Linked DNA regions of Zea mays: region 2 is linked to region 1. The links are chromatin contacts, called in public Hi-C maps. All regions are on one chromosome and are shown on one strand. Each heading gives the region's core, a stretch centred on a gene start, on an enhancer-like site or on the middle of the called end of the contact. The rest is flanking DNA. Distances are from core to core; before and after follow the strand shown. Region 1 holds the start of LOC100502502 (DCD (Development and Cell Death) domain protein). Region 2 holds the start of LOC541884 (NOD26-like membrane intrinsic protein 2).

What was found. A called contact is a pair of places that touch in the nucleus more often than the background predicts.
Region 2: a contact with region 1 is called in a Hi-C map of leaf, with 3 times the contacts expected there. The contact joins the promoter of LOC541884 here to the promoter of LOC100502502 in region 1. A contact is called at or near these places in 5 of 25 Hi-C or Micro-C datasets (bundle sheath, ear, leaf and 2 more).

Annotation. Positions count from the first base shown.
Region 1 is chr6:123,619,933-123,622,928 of Zm-B73-REFERENCE-NAM-5.0, forward strand. It overlaps LOC100502502 (DCD (Development and Cell Death) domain protein), which reads right to left and starts at 1,718. Exons shown (of 5, transcript NM_001196980.1): 1 at 1,637-1,718; 2 at 219-1,087. The coding sequence starts at 1,082.
Region 2 is chr6:123,756,778-123,759,932 of Zm-B73-REFERENCE-NAM-5.0, forward strand. LOC541884 (NOD26-like membrane intrinsic protein 2) reads right to left here and starts at 1,363. Exons shown (of 5, transcript NM_001111550.1): 1 at 1,095-1,363; 2 at 737-961. The coding sequence starts at 1,253.

The DNA.
Region 1 (2,996 bases), core at 468-2,967:
GCTATTTCTAATGCTTTACAAGTTCACCAATACCTATAATCCATGCATGCCATTGCCCCAGCAGAACATATATACTCATCTCCACTATTCTTTATCACACTGAAACCACATGTGAACCCTATCCTAGCACATCCCTCATACAACCGATCAAAACAAAATACATTCCAGATTACTACATTCTGTGCAAACAAATCTATGAAGTGGAAGAGCAGAATTACCTGTGCAGGGAACTTCCCATTAAATGCTTCATGGACAAGGTTCAGCCCACCATGTGATGCTGCCTTGTACACGCCATACAGAAGCTTCAAGTCAAAATCATACAGGAACAGCTTGACCCCTGGCCTAATCTTCTTGACCATTTCAATCTTCCCACTAGGCATCCCAAACAAGCGACTCTGGTAGCACTCCTTCTTAGTCTTTGCATTGCACATGAATATAAACCCTGCAACCTTACGGTCACCCCTTTCTTCCTTCTTGACCACAGCCTTCTTCCCCTTACCCTTACCCTTTCCCTTACTTCCTCCTTCCTCCATAACCTCCTTCCCCTTGTCACTCATGGCCCTCTCTTTCTTGTTCTTCATCTCACCATCACCCCTACTATTATCAGCACCCACACCATTGCCCTTGCTGGCAGAAATTGCAGCTGCAGCATCAGCATTAGCTTGAGCTGGTTTTGGCTTTGGCGACGAAGCTGATGCTACAGCAGTGGTTGGTATTGGTGCAGGCACCAATCCTTCAGCATCAGTGGCTGGCTTCTGCGTCTGTGCCACAGGTGATGCCTCAGCAAAAGTGGTTGACTTTGGCGTTTGCACCACAAGTAATGCCTCGGCAACATCGGATGGTTGCGGTAAAGCCGCTGATGCAGATGCATCGCCATCACCAGTGCCTGCACCTACAGGGGCGACCTCGTCAATAGCTGCTGCAGCGACTGCCTGCTTCGCACGGTTGGCCTTGACCTTTCTCTTCTTAAACTTCGAGGCCTTGACCAACCCAGGGGTGGACGGATTCTCCTTGGATGGCTGGGCTGCCGCGTCAGCAGAGGTCGCCGTGGCCTTGGCGACACCGTTGGGCTTCTTCACCATGGCCGCTGCTCGGTGCAGATTTGAGGAGGAGACGAGAATTATTACCACAAAAGTAGAATTGGATCCACCAAATCGACAGTTATTGCGCACGGATGAATCAAAGCATATAAACGAATAGCAGACCTGGATCCACCACAATCGACAGTTATTGCGCACGGCTGGATAGAAGCATATAAACGAACATTTTCGGGGAGGGGATCTACGATTTTATCGGATCTAGAGAAGAATCGTGCTCCTAACAAGGAATTTGGGAGGGGGGATTCTACGGTTCTGACCTATTCGAATTTTAGGGGAATCGACCGTGCTCCTAACAAGGATTTTTGAGGAAAAAATCTACGGTTCTAACCGGTTCGAAGTTTGGGGGAATCAATCGTACCCCTAACAAGGGATTTTTTGGGGGAAACCCTACCATTCTAACCGATTCGAGAGAGAACTTGTGGGAAATGACTCTACTATGCGGAGCGGCCGAGGAAGGGGGCGACATACCTGGAACCTGTAGGTGGAAGGGCAGTGAGCCAGTGATAGTCAGGGGATGGGGCGATTTTTCCTTTTACCTGGACATGAAACGGCCGAGGCAGCGGCGACGGGATATATAGGAAGAAGATAGCCCGATTTTGTCCGATTAGGGTTACGATCTTTTCTCACACTCAATTCCCTCTACCTGCTCTCTATTTATATTTAAATAAAATAGTATAATGCTCCTACTTTATGATATAGATGTTCATCGCTACAATGCACACATCCATATTTAATATCCAAAAAATAAAAATAAAAAATATTAAATAAATATATAATCCATATATAAATATTAAATTGACAAGAACAATTATTACTTTTATCTTTGTTGAAATGGCGAGAAATTTATGAGTTCAAAAGGAATCCAACAACTTTTTTATAGCTCACATGTTCGCTCGTTTCTTCAACTAAGAGGTGTGAGAGCACCTAGAGGGGGTGAATAAGTGATCCTGTAAAATTCAATAACTAATAGCCACAAAACTTGGTTAAGTATTAGAATGGCTAAGTAGCGAGCTCTTGCAACCACACAAGTATCACAGAAAAACAATCACAAAAGACACGCGAGTTTATCCCGTGGTTCGGCAAGTATAACACTTGCCTACCTCCGCGTTGTGGCGTCCCGATGGACGAGGGTTGCACTCAACCCCTTTCAAGTGATCCAATGATCAACTTGAATACCACGGTGTTCTTCTTTGCTTATCTTTTTTCCCGTTTGCGAGGAATCTCCACAAGTTGGAGTCTCTCGCCCTTACAACAAATATCAAAGTGAGAGCACAAGAGTAAGGGTGGGAAGCAACACACACAAATTCGCAGCAATACGCACACACACAAGCCAAGACTTGAGCTCGAATGAAGCACAGCGAGTTCACTACTAGAACAGAGCTCAAATCACTAACAAAGTCAATCAAGTGCGCAAAGACGGAGTGTAGAAGACTTAGAATGCTCAAAGTATGCTTGGATGACTCCTCTATGCGCCTAGGGGTCCCTTTTATAGCCCCAAGGCAGCTAGAAGTCGTTGGAGGCATTCTTGGAAGGCCAAAGTTGCCTTCTGTCGGGTGGCGCACCGGACAGTCCGGTGCACCACCGGACAGCCACTGTTCATGTCCGGTGCGCGATCTCCTTCTTAATCTGGTGGAGCCGACCGTTGCAGCGTCGGGCCCGTTGGCGCACCGGACATTGTCCGGTGCACACCGGACAGTCCGGTGCCCCCTGCCGACCGTTGGAGCGGGCCACGCGTCGGCCGCGGATTTGGCGGTCGACCGTTGCGCTAGCGGCCGTTGGCTCACCGGAAAGTCCGGTGCACCACCGAACTGTCTGGTGAATTTTAGCCGTACGTCGTTGAACTTTTCCCGAGAGCGACGACTTCGCTGCGGACGACTCACCGGACAGTCCGGTGCA
Region 2 (3,155 bases), core at 113-2,612, 140 kb after region 1:
TGTCCGCGTCTGTATGCACAGTAGTAGTTTTTATAGTTTCTTCCGTAGTTTTGTTTTTTTTTACAAACAAAAAATGGGCCGTGGAAGAAATTGCCGGGTGCATGCAGTGATCGTCATGTAGACCCGCCTCTCGGTAATACCCTCTGGTATAGTTGGTTTTCCTCTACTGTCTTGCTCACCTACGCCAACCTATTTCATGCTTTCTAGTATTTCTTTGTCTTATACCATGCATGCATGCATACGTATGCTGCCGCGTCTTGAATATTTATTCCCTTTTTTTGAGTGCATAGATCAATATTCGTATACAAAATTGTTTCGAGATATAAGTATTATTAATATTTTTTTGTAGACCTAGCTAGTCGAGCTCTAAATTTTTTTTCAGCACGCATCAGAAAGTAACACTTGTTTTGGCACGGAGCTAGGGCCGGAGTATGCCGTAGCTTAATCCTAATCTGACATGGCTATATATCCAAGTACGTACACGGCTATATATGACGAAAACACGTCGACAACTAAGTCCTACTGAACTCCCCATTAACAAATTGATTGAAAAGAGAGCGGACCGGCCAACACGAAACATGCATGATGCCGCCAATACGTTAAAAGCTGCACTTTCGTTTGCAGGAAGATCGAACACGAAATAATATGAAGAGCAGAGAGAAGAAAAAAGGGCAAAATAAAACAAACTATTTACATATATATTAGGATAAAAAGCGGCTGTATGAGCTAGGTGTACCTGAATCCATGGGAAATGCCGGAAGCATGCGAAGGAGAGCGTGACGGCGGGGTTCATGTGCGCGCCGGAGATGTGGCCGGTGGCGTAGATCATGACGGTGACGATGAGCCCGCCGGCCACCGACTGCCCCAGCTGCGAGATGCGCCTGTTGTCTTCGCCGTAGATGGACGCCGCCCCGCAGGTGACGAACACCAGAAGGAACGTCGCCACCACCTCCGAGATCACCTGCATACGCACGCACGTCAGGTGAGTACTGTACATACGTACGAGTACGACGTCGACCATCACCGGTACGACGACAACTCAGCTAGCTAGCTAGCCGCTGACAGGTGGAGCTATAGCATCGATGATGAGTTACCTTCTTCCCAAGGTGCGGCGGGAAGATGTCGGCGATGGACTTGTCCGGGTAGAACAAGGTGGGGACGACGGAGCCGCTCTGCACGGTGGAGAGGTCGTGGATCTCGTTCGAGTAGTTCACCCGCGAGTTGGTCCTCGACGTGGTGGAGGCGGCGGCCATGGCGTGGATATCTGATCGATCCCCTAGACCCCTACTAGCTTGGCCGCGCGCGCTGGGAGAAGCAAGCAGATCGCTGCCAAGTGCCAAGGATGCTGGTGCGTGCTCGCTGTGTGCTTGCTTGCTCTCAGCTCCGCAGCGCGCGGCCAAGGTATTTATAGATGGGTGACGATCGAGGGAAGAGCCGGGCGAGCGAGACCGCGAGGCGTCCGCGTCCGGGCCCGGTGGACGGGGACGGCAGGTGGTGGGCACTGCTAGGCACAGCTCTGTGCGCTGCCTTTGCGCTTGTGGCTGCGGAGCGCGCGGGCGATACGGATCCGGCGGTGGTGGAGCGGAGGGCAAGTCCAGAACCGGCCGGGAACGGGAGGGCTCGCTCCGCTTGTGCAGTTGTGCTAAAACTAAACCCTGACACCACACAAGACGAACTGGTCCGATATAAAATCAATGGCTCACCTAAAATCTGCACACTCCGAACAAAAAAACTGTATTTACCTTTAGACAAGTCAGTTTTTTTAGATTTAATCTAATATACGTATGTATACACACCATACAAAGCAAGTATATATAGCTATATTAGGGATTTAGGGATAACTATATTTATTCCTATAATTTATTGATCGCAAAAATAGTGTTTCATTAACAAACAACGTATCAACGTCGATCTAAAGGCAAATATCAAGTCAGGTACACCACTCGAATTTGGCTCTTTGTCAAGTGCTTGGCGCTTTACCGAGTACAATTTAAAGAGCACTCGACAAAAGCATGCTTTGTCCCGTGCCACTTCCAACGAAATAAAACTCACGGCATAAATCTAATTTGTTGAGGGCAAAGCACTCAACATTGGAAGACACTCGGCAGAGGAAGCTTTGCCGAGTCTCAAGCTCATGGTGAAACACGATGTTTGGCAAAGAGCCATCAACAGTCGTCTATAGCTGACAGCCGTTAACTTTACCGAGTGTCAGACGTTGACACTCGGCAAAATATCTTATTTGTCGAGTGTTACCTGACAAACACTCGACAAACCATTATTTTGCCGAGTGTCCTTCATTGACACTCGACAAAGTATATTTTTTTTTATTTTTTCCAAACTTTTTATGGTATGTTCCTACAATGTAGACCTACATATTCAATTTTGGCATAATTATCAAAGTGTTTGCTATAACTATTAAATTTAGTTTGTTTAATTGAATTTCTTCGGATAATTCAGATTTGAATTGCAAGTCACTCAAAAAATGGAAAACAGTGAATGCAAAAATGATATTCATGTTATTTAGCACATGTTACGGTCTATTTCAGAAACAGACCAGAATTTTTTAACACCATGCGAACTTGCCATCCAGTTGTGTTTAAAATTGTATAAAATACAAACAAAGTTAGAAAATCATGAAATTTATCGACATATCATGATATCATATGTAGAGACTCTGACAAAAAATTGTTAATATTTCATTAAAGTTGTCATGCACTATGTGTAGAAACCTAGCCGGTCTTCACATGAAATCATAAAACTTCTATGGAGACCTGCCGGGTCTACACATAGTGTGTGACAACTTACACGAAACAACGTCAAATTTTTATCACAGTCTCTACATATGATATCATGACATGTAAACAAGTTTCATGATTTTTTGACTTTGTTTGTGTTTTATACAATTTTAAAACAACTGAATTGTAAGTTTGCGATCATGTTTCGTGAGCATGGTGTTTAAAAATTCTGGTATGTTTCTGAAATAGATCTTAACTTGTGCTAAATAACATGAATATCATTTTTGCATTCACTGTTTTCTGTTTTTCGAGTGACTTGCAGTTCAAATCTGTCACACTCGATTTTAGAAGACAAACTAAATACGAACCATGTACGTGACAGGATCAGAAATTCACGTACACAACGATTACATAAATGAC